2 separate regions of the Macaca mulatta genome follow, and region 1 is linked to region 2. The links are chromatin contacts, called in public Hi-C maps. All regions are on one chromosome and are shown on one strand. Each heading gives the region's core, a stretch centred on a gene start, on an enhancer-like site or on the middle of the called end of the contact. The rest is flanking DNA. Distances are from core to core; before and after follow the strand shown. Region 1 holds the start of THBS3 (thrombospondin 3). Region 2 holds the start of GBA1 (glucosylceramidase beta 1).

Region 1 (5,841 bases), core at 234-2,733, 48 kb before region 2:
CTCGCCCACAGTCAGCAGGTCAATTACTGGTCAGGCAGGGGTTATCAAGGTTAGAGAATGGGATCAAATGCTAAGGTATGCCCTCCCCTGAGCCCACATCACCCCCTGTTCCCATCACCAGGCAGTGTTAATCACCTCAAAATTCAACCCTTGGCTGGGCGCAGTGGCTCGCACCTGTAATCCCAGCACTTTGGGAGGCTGAGGCAGGTGGATCGCCTAAGGTCAGGAGTTTGAGACCAGCCTGACCAACATGGTGAAACCCCATCTCTACTAAAAATACAAAAACAGCAACAAAAACTCGCCAGGAATGGTGGCGGGCGCCTGTAATCCCAGCTACTCAGGAGGCTGGGGCAGGAGACTCGCTTGAACCTGGGAGGCGGAGGTTGCAGTGAGCCGAGATCGCGCCACTGCACTCTAGCCTGGGCAACAAGAGTGAAACTCCGTCTCAAAAAAACAAAACAAAACAAAACCTCAACTCTTGTTGCTCTCAGAAGACAGAGCCACTGTGCCTTCCTTTCCCCATTATTGCCTATTACCACCTTCTGGGAACCTGCAGGTTTGAGGCTCACTTTGAAACACAAACAGCACCCCACAAATTTGAGATGCCCCCACCAGGTGGCGCAAAGGAGATGCTGTGCTGATCCCCCTCAGGAGTGGCACCTGGTTCCCACAACGCAGAAACGGGAGGCAGTTTCTCTTTCCATTCCTGGATTTGGCTCGTTCCACACCCTAGTTCCCCTCCTTCCATCCTAGGGGCACAGCACACTCGCTCTGGATAAGAACAGTTGCCCACTGAGGGCTCTGACCCTCCCACCATCTGGGCTATCTCCCACCGGAATGTAGGACCCAGCTCCTCTGCCTCCTGTGTCCTGGCCAATCTGTGGTTTTCCCTCCAGCCAGTAAAGAATCTATGCCTGTGTCATCTGCTCCAGCTACCTCTCCCACATCCATTGGCCCATCCCACCACCAGACCTCCGGGAGAGCCCAGGCTTCTTGGTCCCCACCCCCGCCCTATCCTTGGGCAGCCAAGAGCCCAGAGGGACGAAGCCCAGGGACCTACAGTATGCCCACCTTCAGGCTGCTCTCCCAGACCCCAGGGTGCCTACAGATGCTCAGGAACCACCCCAGCCAGGCAGCCTGAGCATCCAGTTCCTGAGTCCTCTGCCCTGGCCTCATGCCTGACCCTGGCCCGTTCCAACTCCCCCACTACTCTGTGGTGCCCACTCCTGTCCACCAGGCCATAATTTCACGAACCCTAGGCAGTCTAACGTTTTCCTCTGGCTCAATTTCTAGACTCTTCCCTCTCCCTTTGCCCACATGCTCTCTGCTACTTGGGTTGAGGGAAAATGGGGAAGACACAGAGAGCGGTCTAAGAGGATGGAGACAGGCTTACCCTGCAGGTCCTGACTGGCAGATGCGAAAGAGCAAAGGAGGAGAAGAGCCAGGGCCCCCCGAAGTTCCTGCGTCTCCATGCCTTTCAGCCGGCTCACTACCCCTGGCAGGCAGGCAGCTGGGAGGGGAAAAGGCTAGGCGGAGAGAGCAGGAGCCGGGGGGCGGAGGGACAGAGTTGGAGGGGGGGCCAGCAGGCGGGTGAGGGGGGGCTGAAACAAAGAGCTGCCAATCACCCTGGAGGCATCATCAGCTCTGGGAACCAGGGGCACTGGGAAAGAATCCTGGAGGCCTCCCTGCCTTCTACCTCTCCCTAATGATCCTCCCCCAGGTGCCTCCCTCTCCGCAGTCATCACATTGTTGGGGGTCTCCGCACACAGCACTACCGAATGCTACTGTTTTCTGGAAGCCACGATTGTGGAAGGCAAGAACCTCTGGCAGGGGCAGTGCTAGACAGTGGGCATTATTCCACAGCTGGCAGGAAAGGATGCCAAGGGAGTGGCCGAAACTCGCTTGCTATAGTGCCCAGGGATGCCCACATGGCATGAAGTTAGATGTTCTGGCGCAGCAAGTGCTCTTTATTAGGGTGAGGGTTCCCTGATACGTGCCTGTTTCTCCATTTTCCCTCATTCCTAGGAAAGCTTGGGAGTCTGGAAGCGTCTGAGGGGAACTGAAGGGAGAATCTAAAGCAGTGGTGAGGTCGGAGTGAAGAAACCAGGAAAGACGAAAGGGACACCAGGGACAGGCGTAGAAGACCAGGGGGACAGGCGAGGAGCCAAGGACCAGACTGTGGAACATTGTGGGTACTAGCGGACGGGCCGTGACCCGGATGAAGCAGAGGGGCGCCGGAGTTCCCGTTACCTAAGCAACAGCCTGCGAGCCGCTCTTCCCCTCCCCCACCCAAGCCCCAGCCCGGCCTTGCCTCCGGCCGCCGCCACCGCCCCTGTTTTGTTTCCATGGCGACAGGCGGCGCAGGGCCCGCTCCAAACATAACGCGCTGTGGAAAACATGCTGCTCGGGGGACCCCCCCGCAGTCCCCGCTCGGGCACGAGCCCCAAGGGGCCCCGGAGCAGTACAGGCCACGTGCAGTTTGGCAAGAGCCCTCAGACCTGGCCCAGGCGCACAAGACCCCGCTCTCCTGAGCCTGCCGCGCCTTCAGGGGCTCGGGGCTTCACTCAGCCGAGGCGCCGTGACTCGCCGAAGCGCGCCGGGCGGACAGCGCTGTCCCGCTAGCCCTGTCCCGCTAGCGCTGTCCCGCTACGTGGGCCACCTCTGGATGGGCCGGCGGCCGCCCTCCCCGGAGGCCCGCGGCCCAGTCCCCCGCAGTTCAGCTGCCAGTCGGACCAGAAGAAGCCTGGCCTCCCCGGGGACCTCCCCCGGCCCCCTGACCGCAACTACCGGAGGGGCGGTGGTGGGGGGCGGGTCCGTGCAGGGCAGGGCAGGCGCACACAAGGAAGTGTTTCCGGGACAGAGGGCGGGCAAGATGGCGGCGCCCATGGAGCTGTTCTGCTGGTCAGGGGGTTGGGGGCTGCCGTCAGTGGACCTGGACAGCCTTGCCGTGCTGGTGAGGGGTGGCGCTGGCGCACTCTGTTGTGCCCTGATGACTGGGGAGGGGGCCGAACTAGCCAGGCATCCAAACTTTGCCGGGCTACTCAGCACGGGCGCAGTGGGGGAAACTGAGGCAGTCAAAGACGTGGGCTCAATGCCCTATGCTGTAGATTTCTAGGCTTAATGCAGCAATGAAAATAAGCCTGGTTGGGAGTTCAGGTGATGGGTTCTAGTCCTTGCTTATCCACTCACTGGCTGTGTGACCTTGCAGAGATCCTTTCTCTTTGGGCGTTTTTTCTCCATTCGCAGGTTTACTAGGCAGGACTCTCTCAGGGACCCACTCTAGCTTGGAATTCCTGCCTTCTCCTCAGCCCCCTTTTCCTCTTCCTCCTCACTTAACAGCATTTACTGAGCCTATTGATTGTTGGACCAAACGACTCACAGCCAGGCTTTGTAGAAAGAGCTTAGCAATCAGACAGACTTCGTTTGCTTGATTTATTCATTGACTCCTTGCTTTAAAGAGCATCTATTAGATTTCTTCCAAATACTAAATATTGCCATGCAAAGATGAATAAAATATGTTCCCTCCCTTTGAGTTTACAGAAAGGCAGATAGGTAAGCAAATAAATATAGTAAAATATTCACGTATAAGTTAAAGTAGGAACAGATCATAGATACTGCCAAAGAGAAGGGCATGGTCAGTGCTTCCAAGAAGAGGGATACTGGTTAGGAAAAGCTTCTGAGGATAGATGTCCACCAGGTAGATGGCAAGGGAGGAGAAAGAGGAAAGGATTTTCCTGGCTGACCTGTAATCACGGACATGTCTATAATCTCTCTGAGCCCTGTGTTGCCCATTTGCAAATAGAAATGGTAGTGACTCCCCCTTTTTTTTTCAAGACTAAGATACTAAGTATAGGGAATGGCACATAAGGTATTCAATAAATGTTATTTCTCTTCTTGATACTGCTGTGGGGGCCACGGCCCTGCCTTTCTGACTTCTGCTTCCTTCCCTGCAGACCTATGCCAGATTTACTGGTGCACCACTGAAGGTACACAAGATCAGCAACCCCTGGCGGAGCCCTTCAGGTACCCAGTGTCCCTTGGGGGTAAGGAAGGGTATGTACAAGGGGAGAAGCAGGAGATAGGTAGGAATGTGTTGCAACTATGTATGAGTAGGCAGCTAAGGGTCTGGTTGGTAGGTGTACTTCTCTCTCAATATCAGGAACTCTGCCTGCCCTTCGGACCAGTCATGGAGAGGTCATCTCAGTTCCACACAAGATCATCACCCACCTTCGAAAAGAGGTAGGTAACTTGGATAGAGGGGGCTGCCAGTAAGACAAGTTCAGTCAATTCTGTACAATACACATTTATTGAGCACCAGATACATGCCATGCTAGATGGAGGTGACCCAGAGCATCAAGGAGCAACAGTCTGCTGGTGGAGACACACACAGTGTCACTGTGATGTATTCAAGCAGTCAGCAAGAGATGAAGCTCAGGGCACTGTGGGGATATCCAGAGACACAGTACATTCTGCCTGTCAGGCAGGGAGGGAGAGGAGCACAGGCTGAAGGAGAGTAGAAGACAGCAGTTGGCCTCTGATGGTGGCACTGGAGAGAGATTTCTAAGGGCCACTTCCCTGTTACCAGGGACTGGGTTGGGCTAGATACGGGGCTCAGGATGAACAAGGCTTACAGCCAGTTTGGAGAAGATGAAAGAGCATTACTAGAGGAGTGGGGAGGCCTAGGCTATGCTCTTTACTCTGCCATCGACTATGTGATCTTGGGCAGGCCACATAACCTGTCAGGGCTGGCACTCCCTTATTTGTAAAACTAGAGGGCTGGGCCAGCATGTTTTCCAAGGGTTCTTCTAGCATTGATGGTCAGGTTCCAAGAGGGAACACAGTGTCAGAAGTGGGACACTCTTCCTCATTTCTAATTTCCCAAAGGTTAAGGACCTGGGGAATTAATTGAGAAGCCTGAAAAGAGAGGATCCAGATAAAAGAAAAAGTTCCTGGCAGGGCCAGGGCCACTGCCCTGATTCCTTAGGTGTGAACAGAGCTTTTCCAGTTTCCAAAGTATTCTAAATTACTTCCTAACACAGCGGCATTGAGAGAAAGATTCTTACCCCCATTCCACACGGGAGAAACTGAGGCTCAGGGAGATTTAAGGATCATGCTCAAGAGGTTATCTGGGGACAAAGTTTACTCAGGATGTGGAGGGGGATGCTGAGGAGCAGGGACTGGAGCCTGGGAAGGTAGGGCAGGCTGAGACCTGGGGGTATGGGTGGAATGTGTATGTGGTAGTGGTGTCTGGGCCATGGAATGAAGTGGAATAAATAGCCAAGAGCTGGGCACTGAGGGAACCAGCTGGGGGGCCCTGGGCGTGGGTTCCCTGGATCCAGGGAGTGTGAGGATGGCTTTCCCTGGTTCCTGAGGCATGGACCAAGTCCCAGCCTGCATCTGAGCTCCGCTGTGCTAGCTTTGTGGTGTCTGGGTCGGGGAAGTTACCGTTAGAAAGTTGCCGTCAGCAGGCGTCCTTCCAGCTTTCCATGGAAATTCTGGGAGCTGCTCCTAGTTTGCGGCCGAGACTTCCCTCCTTCCCCGCATTGGGCGCTGGACCTTGACGGCCAGCAGGCTCCAAGGCCCAGGCTTTTTGCCAACAGCAACAGGCTACTGGCTGGGCCCAGGCAAGGGAGCCTTGCTAGGAAAAGTTCCTTGCTCTACCTCCACTACACTCAGGCCAGTGAGGGGGGTACCAGACAGGACTCCTTCCTCCCTGGTGAAGTGCCCCTGCAGCTCCTCAGTGTCCACACCATGGATATTTCCTCCACAGAAGTACAATGCTGATTATGATCTGTCAGCTCGGCAAGGGGCAGACACCCTGGCCTTCATGTCTCTCCTGGA
Region 2 (5,017 bases), core at 1,632-4,131:
ACGAAAACAGGGAGACTCTGTCTTTACAAATATATATATTTTTGTAGAAATGGGGTCTCCATATGTTGCCCACCCTGGTCTCAAATTCCTTGACTCAAGCAATCTGCCTGCTTTGGCCTCCTAAAGTGCTAGGATTACAGGCGTGAGCCACAATGCTCGGCCAACCCCATCATTTTAAGAAGCTGAGGCAAGAGGGTCCCTTAAGGCCAGGAGTTCATGACCAACCTAACCAACACAGAGAGACTCCATCTTTACAAAAGATGGGAGTCTTTTTTTTTTTTTTTTTTTTTTTTGTAGGAATGGGGTCTCCATAGGTTGCCCATGCTGGTCTCAAATTCCCTGACTCAAGCAATCTGCCTGACTTGGCCTCCTAAAGTGCTGGGATTACAGGCATGAGCCACCTCTCCACTGGCCACATGCTTAAATCACCTCCTCCAAGAGGCCACACTCCATCTTGCCACTGCTGCCCTCTCTGCTTTGAACCTTTCTTCTTCCCCATCTTGAAAAAAAATGAGTAACTACTCTTCCTCATCATTAAAGCCTTAGCCTTACTATCACTGTTACCAGAACCATTTTCCTGACACCCCTGACCGGGTTAGGCGCCCCTACTATGCCCTCTCCGATTCACACATTCAACAAATATTAATTGGGTGTCTGCCATGTGCCAGTCACTGTTCTCAATTCTGGGATACAGCAGTGAATAAGATGATAAAGTCCCAGGTGGTTATGGAGTTTATGTTGTAGTGGGGGTGGTAGACAAAAACAAACAAACAAACAAAAAACCAGATAATTTCAGGTGATAGCTAAGAAGAAAAATAAAGTGGGCCAGACACGGTGGTTCACGCCTGTAATCCCAGCGCTTTGGGAGGCCGAGGTGGGCAGATCACTTGAGGTCAGGAGTTCAAGACCAGCTTGGACAACATGATGAAACCCTGTCTCTACTAAAAGTACAAAAATTAGCTGGGCCCGGTGGCGCCTGCCTGTATTGTTACTCAGGAGGCTGAGGCAGAATTGCTTGAATCCAGAAGGCGGAGGCTGCAGTGAGCCGTGATCACACCACTGCACTCCAGTCTAGGTGACAGAGCAAGACCCCTGTCTCAAAAAAAGAAAGAAAGAAAACAAAGAAAAATAAAGTGAAAGTGTAGAAAGTCCTGGAGCAATGTGAGTGAGACAGACAGCAGTAAAAAGAGACCTTGGAGAAGGAAGCTGGAGGCCAGATCATGTAGGTCTTGGTGGCCACAGTAATCTGAATTATGTTCTAAGATGGAAATTCACTGTAGAACTTGGTGCAGGAGAAGTGACAAGATCAGATGTGTATTTTTATTATTTTATTTATTTACTTGTTTTGAGACAGAGTCTCACTCTGTCACCCAGGCTGGAGTGCAGTGGCACCGTGATCTCGGCTCACTGCAACTTCCACTTCCCGGGTTCAAGTGATTCCCCTGCCTCAGCCTCCCAAGTAGCTGGGATTAAAGGCGCACACCACCATGCCCGGCTAATTTTTGTATTTTTGGTAGAGACGGGGTTTCACCATGATGGCCAGGCTTCTCTCGAACTCCTGACCTCAGGTCATCCACTTGCCTTAGCCTCCCAAAGTGCTGGGATTACAGGCTTGTGACACCGCACTTGGCCCAGATGTGTATTTTTAAATGATCACGTTAGCTGCTGCTTAGAAATCAGACCGTAGAAGGTGAGTGTGGAGGGATACCAGCATCCAATTACTCCTGCCATGGATTTGCCAGGGTTTTCATCCCTTCCTTCAGCACACCTCACTCTTCCCCACCACTTAGCCTAGTTAACACTTATTCTTTCAGAATTCAGCCCGGATGTAACTTTCTCTAAGAACCTCGCCCCAGGCGGCCCCAACCCCACACCTCCTGTAACACAAACTCTTGGCCTTCACATCTTTGTCACTACCACCCCTCTCGCCGCGCCTTTTTTGAGACAGTGTCTTGCTCTATCGCTCAGGCTGGTCTCGAAATCTGGGCCTCATGCGGTCCTCCCGACTTGGACTCCCGAGTAGCTCCTTTGTCGCTCTTATCACTGTTGTGATTAATTGTACAAATGGCTTAATGGCAGTTATGGCACCCAGTTCATCAAAAACAATGGCCTGATCGTCAGCAGGCAGGGTAGCGACCAGTCCATCCTGGCACCCATCTGCAGCTCCAGTGTGCATCCCAACCCCGGCGCTCGTAGCCGCGCTCCGTGAATGTTTGTCACATGTCTGAAGAATGCATGAATTATATAATCTTCTTCCCACTCCACCCCTCAAAAAGCAAGTGGATATAAGGACTTGAAGATTTTATAATCTCTTCTTCATTAGTAAAATTTGACCATCCTTACCGTTAAAAATAATAATGATGGTTGGCCGGGCGCGGTGGCTCACGCCTATAATCACAGCACTTTGGGAGGCCAAGGCGGGCGGATCACGAGGTCAGGAACTGGAGACCAGCCTGACCAACATGGTGAAACCCCGTCTCTACCAAAAGATACAAAAAAGTAGCCGTAGGTGGTGGGGGGTGCCTATAATCCCACGTACTTGGGAGGCTGAGGTAGGAGAATGGCTTGAACCCGGGAGGTGGAGGTTGCAGTGAGCCAAGAAGGCGCCGTTGCACTCCAGCCTGGGCGACACGGCGAGACTCCGTCAAAAAAAAAAAAAAAAAAAAAAAAAAATTAATAATAATGGTGAAAAAGGTTAAGTGGGAACGCAGGGAGGGGACAGCTAAGATCCAAAGGTCGAAATATTCATTACGCCTACCGTCGGCGAAGAGAAACAGCAGCCCCAACCGGAGGCAAAAGGAAATCCCACCACAGGCTGCAAAGGCGCGTGGGCGGGACTGGAGACTGGGGCCGCGCGCAGTAAAACGCGGAAGACAGAATGTAGCCCCACCACCCGCAGCCGCGACAAAAGCACCCCTGCGGAGGTGGGGCGGGGCCTCGCTTGGAAAAGAGACGGTCTCTCGTCCAGAGGCGGGACTCAGAGCCCTTTCACAAGTCTCATTGGTCAAGTTGAAGACGGACAACTCTCGCTGGCCAGCCGTAGCCCAGATGGGGCGCAAGCGTATTTGGAAAGGGAGAGGGCCCAGAACGCGAGAACTACACATGCGTGTCGGCGATTTCTTGCCTCCGTGGTGGATGGGGGCGATTGAATTCCCACAGCGAGTTCAGCCCACCGAAGTTCAGAGGATTCGTAACCTTCCTCTTTAGAGAGCCTCAGGTTAGGGAACTTCCAATGCCCAGAAGCTGCCCCGTGGGAATCCCAGTGTCCGCCGCCTTCTAATATTTCGTCCTGGCTGTGCCCCAGCCCTTCCTGAGGCTGGGTTGTTATGATGGTGAATTATTCAAGAAGTCTTGCAGCCTGACGCCATCTCTGGGCAGTGCTCCTGCATCCTCCCTGTCTTCCTTGTAGGGCACCACGTTGCTCCTAAAGCACAGGGTCCTGAAGCTGTTTACAAGGCCCCACCCTGCCACGTTAGTATCTTAACGAGTGTTTGTTGAGGACATACTGAGTGTTAGAGCCAGTGCAATGAGCAAGTCCCTGATCTTGGGACCTTAACATTCTATGGGACAACACTAATATATAAACAAAAAATAATGTTAGATAGTGATACATGCTCAAACCATGACTATGTGGCCAGGCGCGGTGGGTCACACCTGTAATCCCAGCACTTTGGGAGACCGAGGCAGGCAGATTACTTGAGGTCAGGAGTTTGAGACCAGCCTGGCCAACATGGTGAAACCCTATCTCTAGTAAAAATACAAAACTTGGCTGGGCGGGCGTGGGGACGGGTGCCTGTAATCCCAGCTACTCGGGAGGCTGAGTCAGGAGAATTGCTTGAACCCAGGAGGTGGAAGATTGCAGTGAACCCAAATCACACCACTGCACTCCAGCCTGGGTAACAGAGCAAGACCCTGTTTCAAAAAAAGACAAAACCGGCCGGGCGCGGTGGCTCAAGCCTGTAATCCCAGCACTTTGGGAGGCCGAGACGGGCGGATCACGAGGTCAGGAGATCGAGACCATCCTGGCTAACATGGTGAAACCCCGTCTCTACTAAAAAATACAAAAAATTAGCCGGGCGAGGCGGCGGGTGCCTGTAGTCCCAGCTACTCGGGAGGCTGAGGCAGGAGAATGGCGTGAACCCGGGAGGCGGAGCTTGCAGTGAGCTGAGATCCGGCCACTGCACTCCAGCCTGGGCGACAGAGTGAGACTCCGTCTCAAAAAAAAAAAAAAGACAAAACCAAACAAAAAAACATGGCCATGTGATAGAATGACTGGGATGGGGATTGGGTGCTTACTGAAATGGTAAGAATGGAGCTAAAACCTGACATTAGATGACAGCACCAGATATAGGGGCCGAAGGTTTCATGCTTGGAAAACAGCAGGTGCAAACATCCTTGTGCTGTGAGGAAATTTGGCTGGAATAGAAAGTGGACCAGACTGTAGCTGACCGTAGTCTCTGGGAGTTTGGAGATGATTCTAAATACAATGGGAAGCCATTAAATTGAGGCTGAGCCTTGATATGACATGCTTTATCATTTTGCTGAATGGAGAATGGATTGCTGGGAAAAGTGAAAGACTGATTCAGAGGTTGTGGAGAGGGGGTGGCTGGAGCTAGGTAGCTGGGGAGGTGGTGGGACATGGATGAATTCAGGATAGGATTGGTTGTGTTGGATATGGGAAAATAAGTCACCATGGTTCCTGAGCTTTTGGAATGTGCAAGTGGGTAATGGAGGTACCATTGAGATGGGAACAGTGGAAAAATAACAGATGCTGGGGTGGAATCAAGAGTTCAGTTGTGGCCATGTTGAATCTGAAATGCCCATTAGACATCCAAGCAGATATGCTGAGTTGGATGGTGCTCATGAGAGGTCAAGGCTGGAGTTATGCATTAACACATAGAAAGATGGTATTTAAAGCCATGGACCTTAATAGTAGGACCACCTACAGAAAGAGTGGAGGTAGGAAAGAGGGCTTAGGTGAGGGCCCTGGGGCCCTCCTATGTTAACCAGCTCAGCA

Evidence for each region. A called contact is a pair of places that touch in the nucleus more often than the background predicts.
Region 1: a contact with region 2 is called in a Hi-C map of liver, with 4 times the contacts expected there. The contact joins the promoter of THBS3 here to the promoter of GBA1 in region 2. A contact is called at or near these places in 2 of 14 Hi-C or Micro-C datasets (CD4 T cells and liver).

What each region holds. Positions count from the first base shown.
Region 1 is chr1:111,788,107-111,793,947 of T2T-MMU8v2.0, reverse strand. THBS3 (thrombospondin 3) reads right to left here and starts at 1,483. Exons shown (of 23, transcript NM_001260514.1): 1 at 1,394-1,483; 2 at 1-26. The coding sequence starts at 1,472. It overlaps LOC717595 (metaxin-1), which reads left to right and starts at 2,666. Exons shown (of 8, transcript XM_002808242.4): 1 at 2,666-2,953; 2 at 3,954-4,023; 3 at 4,160-4,239; 4 at 5,771-5,841. The coding sequence starts at 2,666. It also overlaps the pseudogene LOC106996181.
Region 2 is chr1:111,742,611-111,747,627 of T2T-MMU8v2.0, reverse strand. GBA1 (glucosylceramidase beta 1) reads right to left here and starts at 2,881. Exons shown (of 10, transcript XM_077943636.1): 1 at 2,759-2,881. LOC144330977 (a long non-coding RNA gene) reads left to right here. Exons shown (of 2, transcript XR_013397731.1): 2 at 1,518-2,352.